7 separate regions of the Mus musculus genome follow, and regions 2, 3, 4, 5, 6 and 7 are each linked to region 1. The links are chromatin contacts, called in public HiChIP or PLAC-seq, Micro-C and promoter capture Hi-C maps. All regions are on one chromosome and are shown on one strand. The core of a region is the stretch at or near the end of the contact, and the rest is flanking DNA. Distances in the headings are between cores, read along the strand shown. Region 1 holds the start of Kcnh3 (potassium voltage-gated channel, subfamily H (eag-related), member 3). Region 2 holds the start of Gpd1 (glycerol-3-phosphate dehydrogenase 1 (soluble)). Region 3 overlaps Asic1 (acid-sensing (proton-gated) ion channel 1). Region 4 holds the start of Wnt10b (wingless-type MMTV integration site family, member 10B). Region 5 holds the start of Racgap1 (Rac GTPase-activating protein 1). Region 6 holds the start of Aqp5 (aquaporin 5). Region 7 holds the start of Dhh (desert hedgehog).

Region 1 (3,529 bases), core at 601-3,100:
GAGGAAGGAGCAGGCACAGCCCCGCTGCATGACCTCAGCTCTGGAGAAACCCGTGAGGTCACAGAAGCCATCGGAGCAGTAGACCACAGGGAAGAGCCCCGCCACCTGGGCGTTGCCCAGCACGAAGTTGCTGTCTGCAAGAGAATGCGAAGGGCACCTTCACCTACCAGCCCCGCTTCTCAAACTACTTGCAAACCCCACCAAAGCGTGGGGTTTCGTCCCCAAAGGAAGCTGTGTATGCTGGTCATGACCGGTTCATGAATGAGGCTTAGCATGCACACCTGGGTATCGGTGTCCTCAAGGGAGGGTCCCCAGCTGAATGCATAGGAGTGCATGAGAGGACCATGTCAGTGCGGACTGCTGAACGCAGTCCTGTGTAGGCACTGCTGTGCAGTGTCCTGAGCAGTCTGAGTAAGGGGTGGGGCTGGAGATTTCCAAAAGACTGTACCACCTGCTCTGGGCCCACCTCGGCTTCTGCCAGGTTCATCCCTTAACTAGATAACTAGGCTGGCTGTGTGGCTCCTCCCACGGAGAACCGCTTGGTCTGGGAAGCAGGCCACCATGCATCCGATGCCCCGTTCGCTGCACACCCTGGCTCAGGGACTATTGAACGCCATCAAGAATGGCGGTGTGTGGATAGTGGTTGAACAACAGAGCCTGGAGCCAAGAATGTATTGGGGAGTGAGGGGTGCTGAATCAGCAGGCTTCAAGCCCAAAGCAGATGGAGAAGCCTGGGGGGTGGGGGAGCTCTGTGATGAGTTCCTACAGGCTGTCTACAACAGGAGGGAGAACGCTTGTCAGAACTGGGAAGCCCCACTGGAGCGAGAGGGGGAGGGACCCTGTTTTCACGACTTCCCTGTGTTCAGAGCCAGAGGAACTCAGAATCTGGAAGCTCAAGTTGCCTTTTCCAAACTTCCCCAGTCCGGATGTGAGTCTCCCGAGCTCAGAGGAGCTCAGCTTCTTTGGGGCCGGGTGGGCATTCCAAGCGACGGGTTTAGACTGTGCGATACGCTTGCAGACACAGTTCTCTGCTGAATCCCGCCTACTCTACCTTCCTTTGCAAATCTTATTTCTAAATCTGGGCTCTGTGAGCCCTCTGCGCTGTCCACCAGGACTGGTTCCGCGCTTCACCCGACTCGGCCTTTGCAACCGCGCCAGGTCTGAGGATAAGACAGGCTGGATCAGATTGACTCATCCCGGTCCCGCACCTAGGGACATCTTACAGTATTGACCCTGAAAACCTCCGGGAAACCTTCACTTACTGGAAGGAGAGAATGGCCCTAGCTTCAAGAGGGGTGAGGAAGGGGATGGCTGGTGGGCACCAAGCAGCAGGTGGCAGTTCCGACAGTGGATTACTGCCCGGAAGCTAGGGAGCTAGGGCCTGACTCACGCGTCCCGTCGAAGCGGGTGGCGATGGTGTCCAGGAAGGTGTTCTGCGGCGCCAGGAGCCCCCGCATGGCCGGCATCTTAGGCGGCGGGGGCCGCCCGCCCCATCCCTCCGGGGCGCGGGGACTCAGCGCCGGGGGAGGGCGCCTGGCTCGGCCGCCCCCCGCCGGGCCCCGCGCCCCCTAGAGTAGCCGTCGGGGGGCTATGCCCGGCCCAGGCTCGCAGGCCCCAGCAGCTGCCGGCGCACAAGGGGGCGTCCGCACCGTCGGGGCTGGGCGCATGGCGCGCGCGCGACCCCTCGCCGCCCACGGATTCCGGGCTGCAGGCCCCGCGGCCACCGCGCACTCTGCACCTTTGGTCCGCCCGCGGCTCCTGTTTCTGCAAGCGGGGTGGCTCCCGCTTGGGCTCGGCTCAGCGCCGGGTCCCCGCAGCTCCCTCCGTCTGTCGGGGAGAAGCGGCAGCCTACCTCCCGCACCGCCGCCTGCACCGGGGTAACCATGGAGACGGGGCACACCCAGTCAGGGCCGCCTCCTTAAAGAGACAGGCCTCCTGCGGAGGGATCCCCCTCCCCTGGGACCTTGGTGGGGGCAGGGAAGGCTGCCGCCCCCTAGCGCTGCCAGACTCCCTAAGGCGAGAACCCGGGCCGGGTGGGCTCAGCCTGACAGCCTCGGGCTTCTCTCTCCTGCAGAGGGATCAGAGGAAGGCTTGGGGGCGTGAGCGTGTGTGAGTGTGTTGTAGATGTGTTTCGGAACGAGAATAATGTCATGAGAACGGGAACTGGCGACTAGGTGGCGGGGAACGTCCAGTAGTTGAAGGTTTGGGGCCCCCGGGGAGCGCTGACTATGCAGAGTTCTCTAAAAGGGAGGCTTCTGAACCTGTTTTTCCCCCCGGGTTCAGTCAAGCCTTTCCCGGATGCGGCTCGGCTCCCCTGAAAAGTGGAAGCAGGAGCTGAGGAAACCTGAGGCTAGAGTGAGGTCCAGATGCCTTGGGCGAGACCCCGGAGCGCAGAGGGCGCATTGGGAAAGTGAACTCCAAGCCCTCCGCTCGCCCCACGCATTTCCTCAAGTTTCTGTCGCCGCGGGAGGGTCAGAGGCTGGTCCAGGAACCCTGTGTGTGCTTGGCTAGCCCCCCCCCCCCTTTAGTCGCGGAGTTCGATTCTCCCCGGAGCCCGCACCTCCAGCGAGGAGGCGGAAAGCAGGGGCGGACGGCCGTCTCCTGTCCCTGTCCCCGCGCGCCGCGACCGTCCCCGCGGCCTCTCCTGCCAGCGCCGCTCCTCCTCCCTCCTACGATTTGCCAGTGAGCGCGGCTGCCGCCCGCGCCCAGAGAAGCCGCCGGGGCCAAAACTGCAATTTGCTCTCCAATGGAAGAAGCCGGAGCTCAGCACTGCTCCCCTGCAGGAGACACACCCACTGCCACCAGCGTCGGAAAGAGGAGTATACCCTGCTCCAACTACCCGTCAGCAGCTAGTAAAGCCCAAGCTCAAGGCACCTGTATTTAAATGAACAGGAGCTTTGGGAAGAAAGGGAGGAAGTCCCCCCCTCCCAGTCTGCTGCACCCTGAAATCCAGCTCCCAGGCGAGCCTGAAATGTCCGCAGATATGGTTCCCGACTCCTGATGGGTCAGGGCTAAAGAGTAACCCCTCCAGTCCTCGCAGCAACCTTCTTTCCAGGAGTTAGATAGCATCCCGCTAAACAGAGGAATATTTTAAAGCTCACTTTAAGCCAGGGCGAGGCTGTTGTTGAAAGCGTCATCTGCAGAACTCGGCTAGCCGAGCCGGGTTTAAGTACTGCTCTGAACTCGCTGTCCAGGAGATAATCCTTTTCTTGTAAGACAACTTACTAACATTTCTGTGATTCAGTTCTCTTCATCCGTGGAATGGAAATAATAATAACTACCCCTGTGGGTTCTGAGGAAGAAATAAGGAGGCATATATACCCAGGACAGTGAATGTGCGGCACTTGCTTCATGCAAATGTTTATTGTCTGATTTTGAGTCTCAGAGGGATCTTGAGAAACGCCCCGGGGTAGTTATTTCACAAAGGGAGAAGAAAAAGGAAGGAAGGAGAGAGAGAGAGAGAGAGAGAGAGAGAGAGAGAGAGAAGAGGACAAAGTCGGGGTTCCATCTACAACAGTCCCTGCTCCCA
Region 2 (3,529 bases), core at 737-3,236, 490 kb before region 1:
TCGAGACAGTGTTTCTCTGTGTAGCCCTGGGTGTCCTGGAACTCACTCTGTAGACCAGGCTGGCCTTGAACTCAGAAATCAGCCTGCCTCTGCCTCCCAAGTGCTGGGATTGAAGGTGTGTGCCACCACGCCCAGCCCCAACTGCTTTCTTTACTCTCTCCAAAGCCAATCCCTCCCATCTCCATCCGGGTTGTCGGTCTTGTTCTGTATATTCTTTTATGTGCTCTTCTATCTACCCCCACACCCCACAAAAGTTAGCTGCACCTCACCCCCAAACATGCCAAAGCGTCTCTGGTACCTTAATAAGAGATATGCCAATAGTATTGGCCTTCAAGTGGCCCTTGAGCTGGTCACAGATCTTGCCAATGAACTGATGGGGTACCACAAAAACCAGGATGTCAGCGCCTGTTGCAGCCTGGACCACGTCTGGGATGGCCACCTGTGAAGGAGAGCAGAAGCTCTCGTGTGCCTGGTAGACCTCTCCTAGTCCCAAGGGGACCCCCTTGCAGAAGATCTCCAAGCCAGTGTTAGGGGAGGGAGGGTTTTTGAGACTTTAACAGGAACTATCAGAACTTCTGTGTTCCCTGTCCCCAGCTCTCCTGGGGCACTGAAGCTTCCTAGAACACGCCTGCCTCCACGCTGCCACACGTTTAGCCCTTGGCTATGGGTCAGTGAAGACTGCCAAAGGCAGCCTAGGCCTGGCAGGGGGAAGAGGCCAACTAAGATTTCATCACTGCTGCGTCTTAGGGGCCCGAACTTGGCAGTGGGAGCCCCAGTCTCCCTGCGGACTCTCTGTCCCCCCTTTCTAGGTGAGGAGAATGCCATATGGATTTGACCAAAGACCAAAAGTCCAATGATCAGCCTTCAGATCTGCTAATAACCAGTGAATGAGTAACAGGGTTAGAGTTCAGGGCAGGCAGGAGAAGTTGGACCCCGAGTCCGGGAGCCTGAGAACCAGCCTTTGGTTGCCATGGAGACCCCTCTTTTCCACCTAGCACCTCTAAGGGGTGGTACATTCAGATTCCAGAAAGATTCCAAAAGAGTAATATAGGGGCTTAATGGGGGAGGGGTACTCCAGGCCTAGAGCACCCCGCCTGCTGCTCCACCAAGCCAGCGGGCGCCTACAGTGGCCTCCTCCCCTCCTCTGGGAAGGAGGCACCTCGAAGTCACTTTTGCGTGTTGACTGAGTATACCCTTTCCTTGCCTCGCTCTCTCTCTCTTCTCACATCGAGTTGGAGCTCACCACATTGGGGGGCAGCTTGTGCCCTGGCAGGTATTTAACATTCTCGTGCTGAGTGTTGATGATCTCAGTTAGCTTTCTGCCCCCGATGTCTTCCTCAAACACCCACATGGTCACCCGTGGGTCAAAGTGTGCCAGCCGGCCTGCATTGCTACCCACGATCTTGGCAATGGCTGAGCCCCTGGCGGGAGAGGAAACACAGGAAAGTGGACTAGGGTGACAGGGAGGAGGGGGAGGAACTCATAAAGCTTGTTGGATTTTTTTTTACCTCCTGCCTCTCACTCTCACGTCACTCCGCCCCCCTACTCCCACCCTGGTCCCCTATGATGAATGTGTCTCCCACAACTGGCAATAGAAGATTCAATCTATCCAGTCTTTGCTGCTGGGGAGGTGGGCTAGCCTTCCCTACACCGCGCAGGCAGCTTCTCAGGCAGGGAAGGCAACAGCACTCTGCTCACCTTCCTGTGGTGAACAGGTGCAGCGCCCAGGCGGGCACAGCCGGGAGGCTGGGCACAGACTGTCCTGTGTACCGTAAGCACTGGAGACGGCAGCAGGAGTCCAGCTGGCTCCTGAGGGCATTTCCTACCCTCTGCCCGCTTCCTGCTCACCCAGCCTCCCTCCGCGGAGCCCCTCAGCCCTCGGAGAGCCCTTCCCTCCCCCCCTGCCCTTCACAGAACCACTCACCAGTTGCCAGAGCCGACAATGCAGACTTTCTTGCCAGCCATGGTGCTGCTTGCTGCTTCTCTGCCCCGGCGGGTGTGGGCTCCGAGTATTTAACTCCACCACACGTGGGTGCAGCCAAGCTCCGCCCCTGAGGTGGCCCAGAGGCTGGCACCCAGGGACTAGGAGTCTGGCCTGCAGAAAGGGTAGTAAAGGGGACAGACAGGTGGAGAACAGGACTGAGGCTGAGGCCAGGCCAGCTTTTCCTCTCGAGTTCCCAGCTGACAGTGCTGGCCAGCTTCTTCCCTCGTTTGGCCTCGGCTTAGTTCTCCACCTACGTATTGGTATTGAGTCTGGTCAAGAAACAGTAACACCCCCCCCCCCCCAGCTATCACACCCCCCCCCAGCTATCACACCCCCCCCCCCCAGCTATGCCTTCAGTCTCCAGCACTGAAATAAACTGCAACTGACAGGGCTCGGCATGGTGGTGCATGTCTTTAACCCCAGCGCTTGGGAAGCAGAGGCAAGAGGGTCTCGATGAGTTCGAGGCTAGTCTGTTTCAGAGAGAGAGAGAAAAAAGCACTAGCGTCAGCAACAGCGATGTTTTCAAAGGCAAACGCCTCATCGCTCTCGCTAGCTAGCATGTGCCTCCCCCAGATCCTCAGCTGTTCCACTCCCATGATGTCCCATGATGGTAGCTCCACCACGGGCTCTGGGTGAGAGGATCAAGGGATGTGAGCACCTTCTAGGGAATAATACTACAATACCACATACACAGTAAGGGGCTGCTTTGGTGTATACCCCCACCCCGACCAAGGATTAAAATATCTCGGGAGAAAATGGACATAGTGGTGCACACCTTTAATCCTGGCGTTCAGGAGGCAGAGGTAGGTGAATCTCTGTGTGTTTGAGGCCAGCCTGGTCTACAGAGTGAGTTCCCAGATAGTGGGGGGGGGGGGGTTACATAAAGAAACCCTGTCTTGGAAAACTAAAAATAACAAGGTCATCTTGGTTACTTGCAGGTCAGGGACCCACAGGTTGCCCCTTCACCTCAGATAATCTCCGTTTGAAGGTCTCTAAAGGGAAGGAAGGTCAAAGGCCACTGGTGACACGTGGCCCACCCACACTCCTTCCAGGCTTCAGGAAGGGCAGAAGGTGGTGGCCAGCACATGCTCCTGGATAAGCCTGATCTCCCTTCAATTTCTTCTCTCAGGCTCTGCTTATCCCACAGGGACCCTTAAATTAAACAGCTGGTTACAGTCTCTAGACAGGGCCAGAGAAGCCAGTTACAGCAGCAGCCTCTAAAACTCAAGGGTAGCCATGTCTCCGCAGCTCTGTGGTCTCTGATGCCGGTGTGGGTGTGTAGCTTTGGGGGAGGGGGAGAAAGGCAGGCCCATATCCAGCAGTTTGGGCTCCATGGCACCCACAGACATCTGTTTGACTAAGAGGAGGAACTCGGGTTTCCAAGTCACTCTGGAAAGCGCAGCGCAGGCTTCTCGCCCTCCAGTGCTGCACCTTGACCCACAGGGCAGGCGCCACTGTATGCTCATGTGCAGACCTCCTGGCTTGGCACACCACTAATGGAGTGTTGCCACCCACCCCCCCAGGCTGCCCCTGGCCAGGGACAGT
Region 3 (3,529 bases), core at 460-2,959, 450 kb before region 1:
CCTAGTCCTCTAATCCCAGCACTGAGGAGAGGCAGGCAGTTACCTGAGTTTGAGGCCAGCCTGGTCTACAGAGCAAGTTCTAGAACAACCAGGGCTACACAGAGAAACCCTGTGTACTGGCTAGTTTTGTGTGTCAACTTGACACAGCTGGAGTTATCACAGAGAAAGGAGCTTCAGTTGAGGAAATACCTCTATGAGATCCAGCTGTAAGGCATTTTCTCAATTAGTGGGAGGTCCATTGTGGGTGGGACCATCTCTGGGCTGGTAGTCTTGGTTCTATAAGAGAGCAGGCTGAGCAAGCCAGGGGAAGCAAGCCAGTAAGTAACATCCCTCCATGGCCTCTGCATCAGCTCCTGCTTCCTGACCTGCTTGAGTTCCAGCCCTGACTTCCTTTGGTGATGAACAGCAATGTGGAAATGTAAGCTGAATAAACCTTTTCCTCACCAACTTGCTTCTTGGTCAGGATGTTTGTTCAGGAATAGAAACCCTGACTAAGACACACTATCTTAAAAAAAACAAAAACAAAAACAAACAAACAAACAAAAACACCAAAAACAAAACAAAGGATGTCCACGTCTGCACATGGGTTAAATACAGACCTAGCCTTGGCTGAAGTATCTCAGTGGCTTTTTATCCCAGGAGCAGGGGATAAAGTTGCCCCTTGACAACACTTCAGCACCACCCATCTCCTCACAGTAACTGGGACTAGAAACGGGGAAAGGAGTCTGGTGGAAATCTACCTCACATGTAGCCCTCCAGCCCTGCTAGGTACACCTTGCGGTGGCCTTCCCTGCCCTGCTGTGGCCTTCCCTGCCCTGCGGTGGCCTTCCCTGCCCTGCTGTGGCCTTCCCTGCCCTGCTGTGGCCTTCCCTGCCCTGCCTTTCAGATTGCCCACCCAAGAGGATATGGTCTCAACCAGAAGGTAGCAAGCCTTGGCTGTCACAGCTCAGAGCAAAACCACTCAGTTTGGCTGGCTAATGGCTAAAGGCTCCAGAGAACTGTCATCTGTGCCTGGGGGCGGTGGGAGCAAGCATTCTGTAACCCTGGGGGTTTTGGAGTAGCCAGCTGAGGAGGTGGGTGGGAGGATTCTACCCTGATCTCGCTAGGTCCCCTAAGGCTAGGAGTGAAGTCTAGATTCAGCTGCCACACCTTAGCCGCAGGGCAGGAGCTGGCATTTGGAAGTGACTGTCTGAGGGGAGTGAATGGCGGAACTTGTCACCCTCTTCCTCACCCCCAATCTCCGGTTGTCCACCGGAGGAATATGGCGATATCCCCACCCCTCCCCTCCATAATCACAATTGCTCTCCACAAAGTTGAAGCCATGCAGGAGTGACCTGTACCTATAACAGAATGTCCCCAACCAGTCTGTTAGCATTCTGCCTCCAGAACACAGTGGGGTGTAGCACCCATCACCCAGCAAGCTGTCCACCGGCTGCAGCTGGGCATTAGATAGACATCCACTCCTCAGAGCCCTTACTTCCGACTCTGCCCCCAGAGGCACTTAGTTACTTACATCAATTCCCTATTACTTTAGGCAAGAGCAGAGAGATCAATTAGCTTAGAGTAGCCTCTTAGCTGATAGCAGTCTGGGAGGAGTAGCCAGGGTGGGGGAGGGGTGAGAGAGGGAGAGAGCTAAGTTACCCAAAGATCTATGCAGGGAAAAGAGGGGGAAGGCACAGCAAGAGACCCGTCCCCAGGGTCTCTGGGTTCCTGATTGGCTCTGCCTAGCTCCTCCCCCACCCTGCATCTTGGCTCCCGTACTTGCCAGGGAAGAGAGCAGGATGGGGCGTGTCCGGATTCCTTTACTCTTTTAAAGTGTGCTTGTTTATCCTGCCCACACTCCTTTGGGTGGGGTCATCAGGATCTCTCTCTCTCTCTCTCTCTCTCTCTCTCTCTCTTTCTCTCTCTCTCCTTCTCCTCACCACTCCCACTCTAGTTGAAGGGAATAAATCTACTTGGGGACTGGAGAGTTGGCTCAGCAGTACCGGTTGCTCTTACAGAGGTCCTGAGTTCAATTCCAAGCAACCACATGGTAGCTCACAACCATCTGTAATGAGATCTGGCGCGCCCTCTTCTGGTGAGTCTGAAGACAGCGACAGCGTACTCACAGAGAGAGAGAGAAAACCACTTGGATCATGTCCCCTAAGGACGTTTCTGAGCTTCTGTGGGGTGCAGTGAGAATGAGGAGTGTCCGAGGTCCAAGAATTGGCGTTCCCGGGCTCTTATTACTTGTTTTATTTTATTTTTTAAAGATTTATTTATTATTATACCTAAGTACACTGTAGCTGTCTTCACACACACCAGAAGAGGGCGTCAGATCTCATTACAGATGGTTGTGAGCCACCATGTAGTTGCTGGGAATTGAACTCAGAACCTTTGGAAGAACAGTCAGTGCTCTTAACCACTGAGCCATCTCTCCAGCCCCGTTTTAAAATTTTTACTTATTAAATCGTGATTTACTTATTTTTAAAATGTATGCTTTTTGTCGCTGGACCTAATACCTCCCTCTTGCCAACCAAGTGTTCCATCACTCTGCTATGCCGCCACTAGGCCTCTGGTGGCTTTGGATGACCTCTTTGTCCCCAGTCTGAGCTCTGGGATCTCACCTCCTCTTAGATTAGCACCTCCCTCCCCTCGGTGTTCCAGAATATTCTTGTCTCCCTTCAGAACCCTGAGGAAGGCCTGTCCCCTTCTAGGCCTACCTCCTTCACTCCTCCCCTTTATTAGAGGGTTGTCCCTGCTTCAGGATCTAGAGTGATCTTGTGGGCACTCCACAGATTCCTGCCCTGTGTGTCTAGCCCTATTTAAGATTACCGCTCCTACCGCACCCCTACCTCATCCCTACCTCTAGGACACCCACTGTCTGTTTCTTCTTTCTCTCCCAAGGCCCACACATGAATCCCTGCTTCTTTCTCCCTAGGCAAAGGCTCCGGGTCTCAGCTGGAGGGGCTGGCATTGGGCGGATTGGGCAACCATCTGCAGGCCCCCTCCCTCCTCCCGTCGGTGCCGCTCAGCATTCCAGCCACATCCTGCTCCCACTGCCAGGGATGGATAAGGTGCAGCTGGAGGCTGCCACCAGCTGTGACTGTGCTCACTCCCCAGCCCCCGCCCAGGGACTAGCAGCAGCTGAGTCCCCCAGCCCCCCACCCACACGGAACCCCCTGCCCTGCCTTGGCCTGGCTGCCCTTAAGGTGGGGAAGGAGATGGGAGCTTCAGACTTTGTTGCTCTGGCAACCGAGCACCCCACTGGGAAGGAAGGGAGCCGGCCAGGAAAGAAGATGGCCTTGTCTTGGGCCTTCCTTGCTTTCTTGGCTGCTCAGAAGGGAGCTACTGATATCTACCCAACTGGATTGCCTAGGGATAGCCCCTAGTGCTATTTGGGACTTTCTCAATCCCAAATGATTTTCAAAATAATTTCTCCCAACTTGGTTCAGGCCCTACTCTGCCCCTATCCTCCCAGGCCTCACATTGTGACCAGCAATCCACTTGCTGGGGGGGGGGGGGAGGCTTATGGGGGAGCTGGGCTCTT
Region 4 (3,529 bases), core at 312-2,811, 450 kb after region 1:
GAGGTAAAGATAGCATTAGGGACAAATAGGAACAAGACAAAATCCAACGTGTGAATGGAACTGCAGCCACGGGAGAAACGTGAATATCCTCGAGATACTGATGAAGGATCTGCTAAATACCCTTCCAGGGCCTGGGTGAGTCCCAGGCTGACAGGCAGGAGAGAGGATGGGGCACTGGTGAGGATCCTGGGTTCTGGAGTAGGGTAGAAGTTACTGAGACAGTGCTGGCCCATCTCAGAAGTTATACATGGTTTGGCCTTCTTCCCCTAAATGGGAAGGAGCTCTTGGGCTGCCTTTTCCCTACTCCAGAGGTGGGGGACTCAGAAAGAGCACCTCCCGCTGTGGTCTAGCTTAGGGCTCCAGCACCCTCATCAAGGAAGCACTCAATAGTAACCCCAGATACCTAACTTCCTTTGTACTAGACACCTAGCCAGGGATGCCTCTTCAACACAAGGCAAGACTTGCAAGAATGTAGACCAGGGGCTGGTTGCCCAGCCTTGCTGCTAGCCACCACCAATGAAGAGGTGGTTGTGGCTGTGGGTACCAGCCCTGTGCTTCTGTTTCCTTGGGGGGTCGGCTCTGGATCTATGTGACTTGGGTGCGCAGGGCCAGTCATGCTGTGCTTGGGGCTGCGGTCTGGCAGGGGCGGGGGGGGGGGTGGTGGTGGTTGGGAAGCCTTGAGGCCCCTCTCTGGCAAAAATAGTCCGCAGTGGTTAGAGCTAGGAGGGTGAGTCAGGCGGGAGTGCGGTGGCGCCTAACCCCTTCACTGCCGCCAGAGCTCCGTAGTTTGTGCCTTTGCCTGGGCTCACCCAGGCCAGGTTCTCCCCCCCCCCCCCCCCCCCCCGCTATCCTGAAGTTGGGCTCACTTTGGGATCCTCTCAGGCCTCCCTCATCTCTTGTGCAGCAAACGCGCGAGCGTGGAGCATGCATTTGGGTTATCTCAAGCATTCATCCAGGAATTCCGGAGAGGAGACCCCTGAGATCTCGGATGCCTACCAGAAAAGGGGAGCATAGGGACTGACAGGAGGTCTTAGGAGCTACCCGAGCTTTTGACCAAGGCCAAATTCTGAGGCCAAACCTGAGCCCTCCCAAGGGGCAGGCGTAAGGCTCTGAGGTGGGCGGGAGCCAAGCCACACAGTGGCTCCTCACTTGCAGGCTCAGAGTGCCCTGGTGCGCACAGGCTCGTGGGCTCTTCAAGAGACCGTCAGTAACCCTAAGGTCGTCTAGATCCGTCCTCAGCGTGTCAAAGGAGCGCTTCAATCACCCACTCTCGGAGGCAAAGGAAAACGATGAAAGACCCTGTCATTGGGACCAGATCCTGGTCCCTTGGGGTCACCGCACTCTCCCTACAGCCTCGGGAGACCCCGGAGCAGGTGAGTGGAACTCCGACCACTTGCCCCTGGAGTGGGGCTAATCGTGATCCCGGCGTCCTGTGTGTGTGTGTGTGTGTGTGTACACGCTTGGGGGGGGAGCGGCTGCGTTCTCCTGGTCAAGTCAGGGGGTGGGGTGCGGGTGGGGTGGGGATGCCCCGGGCTCTGGGAGGGGCCGCAGTTCCGTCAGCTCGAGCAGAACCACCCGTGAGTTAGGTCGAGCAGAGCCAAAGCCCCCGGTGCTTCGTCGCGGGTTCGCTCGCTAGCTATCTGGATCACTCCCTCCCTTTTACCCTCCCTTCCTCCCGGCGGGCGGCCGCGGCGACGCCGGGGAAGCGGCAGAGAGGAGTGGCTGGGCGCTGGGAGAATGCTGCTCCGCCGAGGGGGCTGAACCCGACAGTTTCCCCACGGTTTAAGCCCCAAGAGCCGGGCCCGAGTGACTCAACCGCGAGCCTTGTGGATCCTGCACCTGAACCGCTGGAGGTAATGGGGCGGGAGAGAACAGGGAGGGCAGAGACTAGACAGGCACGCGGGCGGTCAGACAAGACAGACAGACAGACAGACAGACAGACAGACAGACAAGCGTCCCCCCTCAAGAGCACAGACAACGCTGAGAAAGCCAGATATAGAGATACCTACAGAATAAAGAAGTGCCTTCGGATTCAGAGGGCAATGAGGGGGTGGGGTAGAATTGGGGTCGGACCCTTGGGGACTAGATGGTGTCGCACTGCAGAGGGAGCGTGTAGTTAGAAAAGGGGCGGGGGTAGATGGGGAATCTGTGGCCTTGGCGCAGGGCACCTGGTTTCCCTCGGGGCCTTTGTAGCCCACTTTCCCCCTGGTGGGAGCCGAGGCCAGAGAGTGGTTCCAAGAGCCTGACCTCGGACCCTTCTAATCTAGCTTGCCTGGTATTGCCAGCACGAGGAGGCAACACCCCTCCAGGTGGTGGGGAACCCCCTTCTAATCCCTCCCTCTAACCCTGTAAGGGCGGGCAGATCAGTTGTGGGGCCCACAGAGAGGGAGCGGTTGGTGAGGAGGGATAGAGGGTCTGAGAGAACCGGTCTCAAATGGGTATGTGAGTGTCCCAGGACCCTGCGTCGTGTCTGGCTGGCTCGGACTCCAGGGGTGCTCCGGAGGGCCTCGGGCTGCTCAGACCCTTCCTCTTTGACAGGTTCCAGGACGCAGACACTGGAAGTCAAGGGGTGACTAGTATTGCACAGTTTGGGGAGGGGTGAGAAAAAGCTAGTGGGGCTTCATTGGTGGCTTAAGGAGCTGAAACAGAGCGTCCTTCGGTCCCAGGGAGCCAATCTAGTCCTCATCAAATGTCCCTGTCCCCGCAGGCGCTGACTGACTCGCCCACCGGAGCCTCCGGGCTTCGACATGCTGGAGGAGCCCCGGTCTCGGCCTCCGCCCTTAGGCCTCGCGGGTCTCCTGTTCTTGGCTTTGTTCAGTCGGTGAGCGTTTTTTTATCCAGTTCCAGGGGAGGGAAAGCACCGATCTGGGTTAGGGAGGATAGGGATGGGGCGTGCGACTAGACCCCAGACCCTTGTCGCTTGTCCCCAGGGCTCTAAGCAATGAGATTCTGGGCCTTAAACTTCCCGGTGAGCCGCCGCTGACGGCCAACACCGTGTGCTTGACCCTGTCCGGACTGAGTAAGCGACAGCTGGGGCTGTGCCTGCGCAGCCCCGACGTGACGGCGTCGGCGCTCCAGGGGCTGCACATCGCCGTTCACGAGTGTCAGCACCAGCTGCGCGACCAGCGCTGGAACTGCTCGGCACTGGAGGGCGGCGGCCGGCTGCCGCACCACAGCGCCATCCTCAAGCGCGGTGAGCCTGACGGGGCGGCTGTGTGTGCTGCTGCCCAGGCGCGGGGGGCAGGCCGAGGCGCGCGGAGGCGGGAAGGGACCGGCTCACGGCTTCGGGAGGGGCCTCTCCGGGAATTTCCCCAGGAGCTGCGCTCAGCTAGATCTGGTCACCGGCTGGGCCTCTGCCTGCCTGCCTGCCTTCCACCTGCGTCGCTGGCGAGGCAGCTGGGTCCCTGCTTCCCTACCCCAGGGCCTCCCTTTTCTGCCTCCACCTAATTCGGATCTGGGATGCACCTGTGAACAAGAGATGCCCCCCAACCCAAGAAGCTTCAAACACACCCCCCCTCAACCCCCTATT
Region 5 (3,529 bases), core at 627-3,126, 430 kb before region 1:
CCGGCCCATCACCGGACATCGTTTGGAATATGTAGATTGGGTGGTGGGATGGAATACTGCCACCATCTGGTAGAGTTCAACTCACCTGCACTTGAATGACTTTGTTGGGGCTGCCTACCATGCTAAATGCAGCAGTAAATCAAAGGAGTCCTACTGCGGTTCTCTGGAAGCCGATGGACTGGCCAGCAAAGCAAGGGGGTATTTACTGAGCAGATACTTGGTACTGGGACATGTGCTTCATTTTACAAGGATGTCTGAAAGGCCCCGAGAGTCAGACATTGTTTCCACTTATAGATGCCTGAGCCAAAGCACAGCACGTGGAAGGCCCTACAAAAGTAACTAGAAGAATCAGAAAACGATGAGGTAACTCACACAGAGGAGGAAGGGAGCTAGAAATTATAGCAAAAGCACACAGAGGCAGGCAGCATAGACTCCTTTGAAGAAAGCATTAAAATAATAATAATAATAATTCAAGTTGCCCAAAGGACAGATAGGACTTAGTCAAATGAAGTTGGGGGAATGGGCAGGAAGGATGTTTGGGGCAGACGGAACAGCAAGAGTTCTGCAAGCGCTGGATGCTAAGAGTAGCTTGGTGCACTTCAGGACCTGTAGACAGGAGGGAGTCAGGAGGGGCAGCTGGAGAGCCCGGAAGCCCAGGTTAGGGGAGCCCTGTTAAAGACCCTGATCTTTTTTTAAGGAGGAGAAGTGAAACGGTTAATGGTTTTCAGCAAGGAAGAGCCATGGTTGGATCTGATTTTTTGTTTGTTTTAGGCTGGTGTGAAACTAAGTAGCAGAGGCTGGTCTTAATCCCTCAGCCTCCACGCCCTAAGTGCTGGGGTTTCGGGTGTGTGCCACCACACCCACCCAGAACTGCCTTTGAAAATACCACGGTTGTAAAGAGTTCGAGGAAGGGCTCAGTTCCCTTGGTGGTTAGACTTCTGAGGCAGGCCAGGCTGGCCTTGAACTTACAGAAATCTGCTTCTGCTGTGCTGGGGTTAAAGGGGTGTACCTGGATCACTGTTTCTAGTAAACTCTAGCTAGCCAGTATTTTGTCAAGTTGCTAGTAGCCACACCTACCAGTAATTAGTAAATTCAGGAAGGAAGGGACACCAACACAGAGACATAACAAAAAAAGGAACAGAAACATTGGGAACACACTAATAGATTAAGATGAATAGTTTGCTGGTGTACGTAAAAGGCATTTCTGATGTTGGGTCCAGATCTTTCAAAGTTTCAAAGCCTCTGTACCAATACGACGCCAAATTTTAAGTGCCACTTATTAAATGGAATTATAACACTTCATTTTGCATTTCTATTTGTTTTCTTGAGCTGTCTTCCCCCATTCATAGCTACTGGAAAGCAGAGACCACATGATCGGTATTTTTTTCTGATTCCTAGCAGAGTGCTTGCTATGAAGTTGGCATACTTACTGTGCATCAAATAGAAGTCTGAATGAATGCGTGAATGAATGGAGGGATAATTATAGCTCAGTAAATATGGTTAAAATGATTGCTGCTCTGTCTCCTTCTGGAATTCTTCCTATTCTACAGTGAGACCCGAAAACTATTCAGTTATTAGTTTCCAAGGGTCCTATTTGACTGCGTGGGGAAACAGGAGGCAAGAAATAATATGCAATTAGTCAACAGGTCATTAGGATAATTGCAAGAAAGGAAGCTGGAGCCTGGAATGTGAGTCCTACACGGGCCACGAAACACCCACTACTCCCGCAAAATTGTGTGTGTGCCCTTAGTCAAAATGGCCGCCTTTCGGGCGTCTCGCTAATGTAATGCGCATGCCCATTCCGTTTTGCGCCCGCCCCCTGGCCCTGACACTTGCGTCTTCGTGATTATGAGCTCCTCTGTGATTGGCTGGTGCGTGATTTTGAACCGGATCTGGCGGCGCGGTTTTACACTGCCGTTAGTGAGGCGCGTCGCTGGTAGACAGCAGCCCTCCTGGGGCGCGGCGGCCGGAGAGTGAGCGCCGCGGGCCGGACGGGGTTGCGTGTGCGCGGGGCCGGGAGCCTCGGTAAGCCGGTCGAGGTCGCGAGCGAGCGAGCGAGCGGGCGGCGGGGAGGCGGGCGAGGGGAGGGGGCGGCGGGACCCGGCTGCTCTCGGCGTGGCGCTCCTTGCAAAGTCGGGGCGTCCTTTTGAGGCGTGGCCGGCCGGGTGCGGGTGTGGTTCCCTCAAGGTGGTCTTGGCGAGCCCCAGTGCCGGGCGTGGGAATGGCGGGGAGAGCCCCCTCATACCCTTTTCCGAGGAACAGTCTCTTTTGAGGGAGAAATCAGGTGTTTGGGGAACCCGGCGGCCTGACGTGGAGAGCCTCTACCTTCTAGGCTGTCTCCCACAAGGCTCATTAGAACATCCCTAGTTGTGGAGAGTTGGAATGTTGCAAATTCGGAGCCTATCTCGGGTGATTTTTTTTTTCCAGGCCCCCCCCCCTTTTAATAATTTATTGCCCACCTCTGTCACTGACCTACCTACTGTTCTGTGATTTGCATGTGAAACCCTTTGGGGTGTATTAATTTATATGAACAGCTTCCACCAACAGAAAAGCTAAGACTTGTTCTTAACTATAAAACGTAGTGAGAATGGTTATATCACAACGTAGTATTTTGGTATTCTGGATTCATGTTCACTAGCCAGGGTCACTTATATTTGGCTCACTCATTTCCCTTGGAATGAGAGCTTTGTTTTTGTGCCTCAGAAAGAGAGGAAGAAAGAGAGGAAGAGGGGGAGAGACTGACTGCAGTACTCCCAATAGTGTATCGGAAGGTTATTGGATTTACTGTTTACCTTTTAAAGTTCTATCACTCCTAAATAAACTGGACTCCGTGTATGTGTGGTAGTGTCTTATGTAGCCCAGGCTGGCCTCTTGTAGCCAAGGATAACCTTGGACTTCTGAGCCTCCTGTCCTTGGAGTGCTGGGATTACAGGCATTACAGGATAACTTGGAGATTACATGTGTGATCTGCCATTCTCAGTATTTGCTGTGTTGAGGACAGAAACCAGGGGCTTGTCATGCTAGAGAGACATGGTATCAGCTGAGCTACAGGCCAGCACAATTGTACATGTAATTTCACGTAAGACTGTCTTCTACTAACCTTTAAAACCTCTGTGGACTGATGAGGCTGCATGTCAGGCTGCCAGGGTGCAGTAAAGATAGGGACTCTTATGCTGTGTTAGACTTCAGTGCTGTCTGCTGGTCAACTTGGCTTTTGGGTTGATGAAAGGTAGGTGTGTGTTTGTTTCTGTTTTTATTTCTATTCTGAGACAGGGTTTTGCTGTGTGTAACAGCTCTGTATGTCCTGGAACTCTGTAGACCAGGCTGGCCTGGAACTCACAGAGATCTGCCTACCTCTATGTCTCCTAAGCACTGGGATTCAAGGTGTGTGCTGCCATTCTCCGGGTGAAAGGTAATTCAGGCCAAAATTTCATCTGATAGTCACAAGGAGGTGTCTGGTGTGTTAGTGGAGCTAAAGATCACTCAGATAATTTGGCTGCAGATCTGAGACATTCTATCAAACTCTCCA
Region 6 (3,529 bases), core at 597-3,096, 370 kb before region 1:
CCACTGTTCATCTCCATGACACCCCGGTTTGTGCCAGCACTACTCACCCCCACAAGATGGCCCAGTGTGACCGACAAGCCAATGGATAAGGCTGGGGAGCCCACCGGGCTGGTGCGGCGGGAGTCCGTGGAGGAGAAGATGCAGAGGGCCAGCTGGAAAGTCAAGATTAACTCCACCACCACGGCCTTGCCTGGTGTTGTGTTGTTGCTGAGCTGCAAGGAAGAGCTGGGTTAGGACCCTGCTAGCAGCCTTCAGGCTCGGTGACAGGCTAGACAAGTAAGGTTCTGGTCTTCAAGGACACCTAGAGCCTGAGCTCTTGGAAGTCAAGTCCCCTGCATGATCCAGACAGGCGATTTGTTGGAGAAACTGCACTTCAGTGTGCGCAAGCTTGAAGCTCAGGCCTGTAGCCAGAGGGTAGGGTGTCAGCAAGTTTTCCTGGGTGCCATCGTGTCAACGGCTCTGCCCAATCCCCAGCCCCCATGAGCTGGCATTTACCCTCCCTCCTGTGGGCAGCTGCCCAGTTTGCCTACTGCAAACAGCCCCTGGCCTCCTATCCATGCCTGACCCGCTGCCGGTGCCAACTTCAAACCCGTCTCTCCAGTGTGTCTGACTCACAGCTTGACAATGGCCGAGAAAATCCTCCTCTGTGTTTGATTAATGAGCCCAGTTCACATGGGACAGGGGGCTGAATCTAGGGCTGCAAAGATGGAGAGACAGCAGGGGGGCAGGAGCAGGGGTTACAAAAGGGGGAGCCAGCACTGGGGGTGCATCACATCATGGCTTCTAAGTGTAATCCCCAGGGCACTGGCTGTGCTCTGATCACCTCCATGTCATGGGTAGTAAACTGGAAGCCCAGGGAGATCACGGTTGCTCCAGACCTCCATCCATCACTATCCATGGCTCCTTGGTGGGTCCCTTAAAACTACACCACCAAGGGGGGTCACAAGAAAGAAGTCACAGGTGAGATTAGAGATGGAAGGGATGTTTTGGCGGCCCTGGGGAGTTAGGCCAGGGAATGCAGCATAGGAGAGGGAGGGGTAGATGAGGGAGAATGTGAAGAGAAGCCAGGACCCGGGAGCACTGAGGTTGGCCAGGAGGTTGGTCAGCCTGCTCTTACTGGCTAAGTTATGCCCTGGTGTTTTGGTTGTACCCATTCTCAAGATGGAGGAGCATGGAAGGTCTGGTCTGAAATGTCCCCAGGGTCCCTGCCCATCCCTCCACAGTCTGGTGGACACTCACCGCATTGACGGCCAGGTTACCCCGGGCATTGCCTGGCGCCAACCAGTACAGGATGCCTGCTCCAGCAATGGCACCCACCAGCTGGGCTGCCACGTAGAAGATGGCTCGGAGCAGAGAGATCTGGTTGCCTATTAAGAGGGCCAGAGTAATGGCCGGATTGATGTGGCCACCACTCACAGGTCCCAGGGCTTGGGCCAAGGTACCTATGGCCAGGCCAAAGGCTATGGAGATCTGCAGAATGGTGGGCAGCGCCGAGGGCCACTTGAGTGCCGAGCCCAGGCCAAAGAAGACGAAGATGAGGGTGGCCAGGAACTCTGCGAACACGGCCTTGAAGAAGGCAACTGAACACACCTCCTTCTTCATGGTGGCCTTGGGGGCCCGGTGGCAGCGGCTGCGTCGCGGGGCGGCCGTCGGGGCGGCGCTGGCAGCGGCGGGCGTCTGTCTGCGGGGCTCTGCGCGACGTGCGGTGCCCACTCCGTGGCAGGCGGCCTGGCGCGGACCGGGCAGGGGCGCGCTATATAGAGGGCGCGCGCCCCGCGGCGGGCAGAGCGCGGGGGGGCCGGGGGCGGCTCCCGCGCCCAGAGGCCAGCGCAGCGCGCAGGGAGCGAGCCTGGCGGGCGCGCGCTCGCAGCCCCCCGCCCCGCGCACCCCCGGCCCCCCGGCCGCACAGCGGCGGACCCGCCCGGGCCACGTGACCCACGCGGCAGTGTAGACTGGCCCGGCGGTCTGGGTCGCGCGCATCGTGCGCTCAGCGCTGCTCCCGCGCCCTCCTGGTCGACGTGCGTGCTGGGCTCTCCTGGCGGCTGAGCGCGGTCCCGGCTCTCCTCTCGCACCGAGCTCTGGAAGTCCCTCTCCGGCCGGCCTTTACCGGCGTCCGGGGCCGGCCGGCAGCCTTCCCCTTTTCTCCTCCTTGGGCTCGCGCGACCGGAGCATCTTGACCCGGTCGGTCTCACCCACGGACGGGTCAGAGTGATGAGAGTCTCTGAGGACAGCGCCTCTTAGCTCCTTATCCGCCCGTGGCGGGGGCGGTTCGGCGATCGTGGGCCTCTCCCCGGTCCAGCCCGGCAGGAGCGGGGGCGTTGGATCGGGAGTACAGTGCCAGCCTGCTCTGCGCTCGGCAATCCTCGACGCCGCGTGTGGCGGTGCCTCTAGGCAGCGGGCTCTAGGAGGCGTTCTCAGTGGTAGCCCTTGGGGACCCTGGGGTGGTGATCAATTTGGGTTGTTTGGGCTTAGGGAAGTGCCTGAGACTGGGGTCAGAGGAAAGGGTCTTGGCCTCTTCTGTTTTCAACCCAGAACTCCATCACTTTAGTCACACTAGACCTCCGGAGTGGCTGTTTGCTTCTTGTCCCTGTTGGTCTTTCTCCCAACGTGACAGTCTCAGTACCCCCATCCCCACCTCTCTTTGTCTCTCTGTCTCTTTCTGTGTCTCTGGCCCTCTCCCTCCATGTGTTCCTGCGTTTCTGCGCCCTCTCCCCACCAGTCTTTTAGCCTTGTCTCTTTTCCTCAGTCTATCACCCTTTGACTTCTGAGTCTTCCTCTTTCTGCCTGTCTCTCTGACTCTTCGTTTCTACGTTTTCTTCCTTTTTTTTAAAACGAGCTGTCCATTACTGTTTCTAGCTCTATCTAGTTCGCCTGCCTTTAGCCTCTTTCAATCTGCAGGTCTTTGTTTCTGCCGGCCTATCTCACTTTCTAGTTTGCACACTCATACAGTTGGTTTTTCTCGTCCCCACCCCCACTCCATCAAGTCCTTGCACTCTTGGACTGGCCAACACATTTTTCTAGTTCCCAGCTTCCTCTTGTCCTTTTTTTCTTTGGGCTTCCAGACCCTCTCCATTGCTTCTCCCAACCCTCCACCTTCCCCCTCCGCAGGTTTGGCATGTGTAGAAGGAGATTGGAGGGAGGACCTTCTAGGGTTTGGGGGCAGGGCAAGGACCCATCCTCAGGATCCCAGAAAAAGAGCTGCACTCCCTCTACCCCGTACGGTTAGTGTTTGAGCACTTTGCACCGTTGCACCGTACCAGCCATAGAGCAAGGCCCAGGAAAGTCACCTCATGTCTTGGTCAGTTTTAAAAGCCTCCTAGGGTAATTGAGCCCTAGGGTGCAACAGAGGAAGAGAAAAGATACACGTGTCCAGCAGGGGCTGAGGGTGGAGCCTAAGGAAAAGCAAGAACGGGGAGGAGGAACTTTGGGCCAGGTGGCAGCTAAGAGGCCAAAGAAAACAGGGTCCAAAGAAACCCCACTATTGTTCCCGTTCTGCCTGGCATTTCCTGCTGAGCGGCTCTTCCCCAAC
Region 7 (3,529 bases), core at 716-3,215, 330 kb after region 1:
GCTGAAATCCTTTTCTCCCCAAGTGGCCTCTGGTTCTCATGTTCTCCACTACATTCTCCTGTAACTGAATGGGTTAAGTGTCTCTGTGATGAGGCCTGAGGGATTTAAAATAGATTCCATGGCCCAGAGGGGGAGGAGGTAGGCAACGGAAGGAGAAGAGAGCCATCCTCCACAGACCAGGACGTTAGGTGTCCACAGCCCTTTGGCAGCTTCCAAATGACAACTTACTCAGAAGATGATGTGCTGGGTGAAGAACATGCCTGAAAGCCCAGGACTCAGCACAGCAAGAATGAGCCCAGCTTGGCTGTGTGCGAACATCTCAATCAAAGGGAAATGGGGATGTTGCTCAGTGCATAAAGATCAGTTGTGTGCTTGCCGGGCATGTCTGAATCCTGGCTTTTTATTTTATTTTTAATTAACTTATATACTTGTTTTGTTTTTTGTTTTTACTTTTGTTCTGTTTTGTTGATGTCTCTCTGTGTCTGTCGCCTTGGCAGTCCTGGAACTCACTTTGTAGACCAGGCTAGCCTTCAACTCACAAGAGATCTGCCTGTCCCTGCTCCCCAAGGGCTGAAATTAACACCCCACCCCACCCCTAACGTTTATTTTATTTGTTTTTTTGTTTTGTTTTGTTTTGTTTTTGTTTTTGTTTTTTTCGAGACAGGGTTTCTCTGTGTGTAGCCCTGGCTGTCCTGGCACTCACTTTGTAGACCAAGCTGGCCTCGAACTCAGAAATCCACCTGCCTCTGCCTCCCGAGTGCTGGGATTAAAGGCATGCGCCACCACGCCAGGCTACGTTTTATTTTATAAGTATGGGTATTTTGCTTGTACCAATTGTATGCCTGTTGCCCGAGGAGACCAGAAGACAGCATTGGACCCCCTCCCCATCGGATGTGGAGTTACAGAAAGAAGGGAGTTAGCCATTGTGTGGGTGCTATGAATCTAACTCAGGTCCTCTGGAAAAGCAGTCAGTGCTCTTAACTGCTGAGCCCTGAAGGCCCTGGTTCTGATCCGAGCACCACACAAACCTGGTGTGGTAGTGCATGGCTAATTTCAGTGCTGGGAAGCTAGAGGCCAAAGGAGAAAACATTCGCTGTCAGCCTGCTCTGTGAAGTGAGTTTGAGACCAAGCCTGAACTACATACAGTAAAGTCTGTCAAAAGAAGGAGAGGAGGGATAAAAAGTGGGTATCTGGCAACCATTTGAGAGGACATAAAACTTGGAAAGTCCTGGCCTGGCAAGGTAGATCAGCAGGTAAAAGCACTTGCCACACAAGCCTGGTCAACCGGAGCTCAATCCCTAGAGCCCGCTGAGGAAGGAGAAGGTGGACTCCCAAAAGCCCTCTGACCTCCACAGGTGTGCTATGGCATGTGCTGGCAGAGACAGACACAGTAGGGTTTTTTTTTGTTTTGTTTTGTTTTGTTTTTGTTTTTTTTTTTAATGTCTCAAACTGGATTGTGTCAGGCTCTGTTCCCAAGAAGATATAAAACCACCAAGGAAAATGATCCTCTGGGATCTCTGCTTGGTTATGGATGAGTGTTGAGAGAAATCGGGGAGACTTGAGGAGGAGCACGGAGATGGGAGGCTTTGATGGCTTGCCCAAAGGGCTTGGATGGCCTTGGAACTCAGACTTCCCGGAGGACAGCAGAGGGCATGGCGTGCCAGGGTAGACTTTAGGAAAGCAAAGACTAGTGCCCAGGAAGATAGTTTGGTGCCTAATTTAGACTCGGAGGTAGAAGGATGCTTATCCAGGCAGCCAGGACTCTAAAGCTTCAGGGATTTCCTAAGCAGGTGCCTGCATGGTTTCCAGGATGGGACACACTTCAGTGGAGTAATGGAACAGTGGTGTCCAGTTGTGACTGCTAGATCCCCCGCCCGGGTGGGAGGGGGCGGGACAGCCCTGAGAGAAGGGCGGGGGGCGGGGCCCGGGACCACTTAAGGCGGAGTCAGGGCGTTTCTGGGAGCACGGGAGCCGGGCAGCAGAGACTGGCTGGGCTGGCACTCACCCTCGACCCACCTGCTCTGTAAATGGTAGTCTATCAGTAGTAGGTTCCAGGTTCCCCAGGGCATGTAGGCAGAGTTAGCGGCTGCCAAGTGTTCAGAGCCACAGCGCTCCAGGTACTCTGGGACCTTCTCTATCTGCGGTGCTCTTTAGCTCCTGCGGAGATGCCCAATTGACAGGAGAGCCAGTGAGGACAAGAACGCTCCCTTCCGACCCAAGTCCACGGCACCCATGGCTCTGCCGGCCAGTCTGTTGCCCCTGTGCTGCTTGGCACTCTTGGCACTATCTGCCCAGAGCTGCGGGCCGGGCCGAGGACCGGTTGGCCGGCGGCGTTATGTGCGCAAGCAACTTGTGCCTCTGCTATACAAGCAGTTTGTGCCCAGTATGCCCGAGCGGACCCTGGGCGCGAGTGGGCCAGCGGAGGGGAGGGTAACAAGGGGGTCGGAGCGCTTCCGGGACCTCGTACCCAACTACAACCCCGACATAATCTTCAAGGATGAGGAGAACAGCGGCGCAGACCGCCTGATGACAGAGGTAAGGAGAGTTTCTCCCCACCTGCTCTACCACACCACCAGCTCCTCAATTTTCCTACAACAACCCTGGAGGATGAACTGTTCCTTCATCCCCAGAGACCCTAAACTAAAATAAAATAAAGTGAGATCTCCTTCATCACACCCTTCAGGAAAGCAAATAACCTGGTGGCTGGATAGTGGTTCGGAGGTATCCAAATGGGGAGAGAGTCTGCGATGGGGAGGGGGAGGAGGAACTGCCCAGTGAGAGTGAATCTGGGAGAGGCTGGAGCGAGGGCGGGGAAAGGAGGATGGCGGCAGGCGAGACGGGAAATGGCTGAGGCGTGGACCGGGGGTCAGTCACCGAGCCAGGCAGGAAGGGCTGGGGTGAGCTGGGGGCCAGGAGCTGGCTATGATAGGTAGACTGCATAAGGCTTTACACTTAGCCTGGCTCTTGGCCTGATGTCCAAAAGCTCTGTGAGCCAAAAGAAGGGGGCTGGAAAAGAGATGGGCAAGAGTCAGGTTACCAGACCAGACCATCTACCTGGGGATGGGGTGGCCATTGTCCTTGGCACGGGAAAGGTAGCCTATACTAGGGTCTAAACAACAGACTTTGGGGTGGGGGTGACCAAAAAACAGTCCTCAGAACAGACAGACACACCTGAGAATCAAGGGTTTCTGGGCCATCTAAACTCACCTTAGCTTGAGGACTCTGCTTTGAATATCAGCTAGCATTCTGGGGTACATGCTACAGAGGGGCACTGAACCAAGCCGACTCAGTGGGCCATGGCTTGGAAGGGAAGGGCCCAGAGCCCCTATGGCCAGTGCTGTAGAGTGTCTGACAGGAAACTCAGAAGACGTGTTTCTCCATCCCACCCCACCCCTCATTTTATATCTGAGAGCTGGGCTGCAGGAGAGGAAAAGCAACTTAATCAAAGCCTCACAGCCAAATTGTAGCATTGCTGAGAGCAGGTTCAGGACTCCTGGTTCTCAGTCCTATCTACTTTCCATTACACCAC

Evidence for each region. Promoter capture Hi-C pulls out the DNA fragments that hold promoters and counts their contacts. Hi-C and Micro-C count contacts between places; a contact is called where the count stands out from the background. HiChIP or PLAC-seq counts read pairs in DNA pulled down with a chosen protein or histone mark.
Region 2: a contact with region 1 is called in an HNF4G HiChIP or PLAC-seq map of pancreatic cancer cells. The contact joins the promoter of Gpd1 here to the promoter of Kcnh3 in region 1. A contact is called at or near these places in 1 of 39 promoter capture datasets (hippocampal neurons) and 2 of 115 datasets of contacts at active chromatin or transcription factors (double positive thymocytes and pancreatic cancer cells).
Region 3: a FOXA1 HiChIP or PLAC-seq map of pancreatic cancer cells shows a contact between it and region 1. The contact joins the enhancer-like site here to the promoter of Kcnh3 in region 1. A contact is called at or near these places in 3 of 39 promoter capture datasets (the C10 cell line and liver), 1 of 484 Hi-C or Micro-C datasets (bone marrow-derived macrophages) and 1 of 115 datasets of contacts at active chromatin or transcription factors (pancreatic cancer cells).
Region 4: a contact with region 1 is called in a Micro-C map of embryonic stem cells, with 4 times the contacts expected there. The contact joins the promoter of Wnt10b here to the promoter of Kcnh3 in region 1. A contact is called at or near these places in 2 of 39 promoter capture datasets (embryonic stem cells and liver), 4 of 484 Hi-C or Micro-C datasets (all in embryonic stem cells), 2 of 115 datasets of contacts at active chromatin or transcription factors (embryonic stem cells and pancreatic cancer cells) and 1 of 9 other capture datasets (pancreatic islet).
Region 5: a contact with region 1 is called in a promoter capture Hi-C map of neural stem cells. The contact joins the promoter of Racgap1 here to the promoter of Kcnh3 in region 1.
Region 6: an HNF4G HiChIP or PLAC-seq map of pancreatic cancer cells shows a contact between it and region 1. The contact joins the promoter of Aqp5 here to the promoter of Kcnh3 in region 1. A contact is called at or near these places in 1 of 39 promoter capture datasets (liver), 2 of 484 Hi-C or Micro-C datasets (both in embryonic stem cells) and 3 of 115 datasets of contacts at active chromatin or transcription factors (embryonic stem cells, pancreatic cancer cells and stem cell-derived neural progenitor cells).
Region 7: a contact with region 1 is called in a Micro-C map of embryonic stem cells, with 2.3 times the contacts expected there. The contact joins the promoter of Dhh here to the promoter of Kcnh3 in region 1. A contact is called at or near these places in 1 of 39 promoter capture datasets (liver), 6 of 484 Hi-C or Micro-C datasets (all in embryonic stem cells), 3 of 115 datasets of contacts at active chromatin or transcription factors (all in embryonic stem cells) and 1 of 9 other capture datasets (pancreatic islet).

Annotation. Positions count from the first base shown.
Region 1 is chr15:99,222,913-99,226,441 of GRCm38.p6, reverse strand. Kcnh3 (potassium voltage-gated channel, subfamily H (eag-related), member 3) reads right to left here and starts at 1,850. Exons shown (of 15, transcript NM_010601.4): 1 at 1,391-1,850; 2 at 1-134. The coding sequence starts at 1,466. It overlaps Gm46538 (a long non-coding RNA gene), which reads left to right and starts at 569. Exons shown (of 3, transcript XR_001781769.2): 1 at 569-1,295.
Region 2 is chr15:99,716,044-99,719,572 of GRCm38.p6, reverse strand. It overlaps Gpd1 (glycerol-3-phosphate dehydrogenase 1 (soluble)), which reads right to left and starts at 1,986. Exons shown (of 8, transcript NM_010271.3): 1 at 1,925-1,986; 2 at 1,244-1,421; 3 at 299-439. The coding sequence starts at 1,965. The region is part of intron 2 of Gm16537 (predicted gene 16537); the gene reads left to right.
Region 3 is chr15:99,676,806-99,680,334 of GRCm38.p6, reverse strand. The region is part of intron 3 of Asic1 (acid-sensing (proton-gated) ion channel 1); the gene reads right to left. Among named protein-coding and RNA genes, the nearest start is that of Asic1, 8.2 kb to the right of the region's middle. Within about 2 kb of position 1,709, at least 65 of the 459 cell types and tissues checked have an H3K27ac peak or open chromatin away from gene starts, as enhancers often do. A contact at or near this core is called in pancreatic cancer cells, where this site is marked.
Region 4 is chr15:98,776,182-98,779,710 of GRCm38.p6, reverse strand. Wnt10b (wingless-type MMTV integration site family, member 10B) reads left to right here and starts at 1,561. Exons shown (of 5, transcript NM_011718.2): 1 at 1,561-1,853; 2 at 2,708-2,821; 3 at 2,931-3,193. The coding sequence starts at 2,748.
Region 5 is chr15:99,650,003-99,653,531 of GRCm38.p6, reverse strand. It overlaps Racgap1 (Rac GTPase-activating protein 1), which reads left to right and starts at 1,876. Exons shown (of 17, transcript NM_001253808.1): 1 at 1,876-2,025.
Region 6 is chr15:99,589,345-99,592,873 of GRCm38.p6, reverse strand. Aqp5 (aquaporin 5) reads right to left here and starts at 1,846. Exons shown (of 4, transcript NM_009701.4): 1 at 1,240-1,846; 2 at 48-212. The coding sequence starts at 1,602. All of the region lies in intron 3 of Gm34765 (a long non-coding RNA gene), which reads left to right.
Region 7 is chr15:98,896,976-98,900,504 of GRCm38.p6, reverse strand. Dhh (desert hedgehog) reads left to right here and starts at 1,965. Exons shown (of 3, transcript NM_007857.5): 1 at 1,965-2,535. The coding sequence starts at 2,233.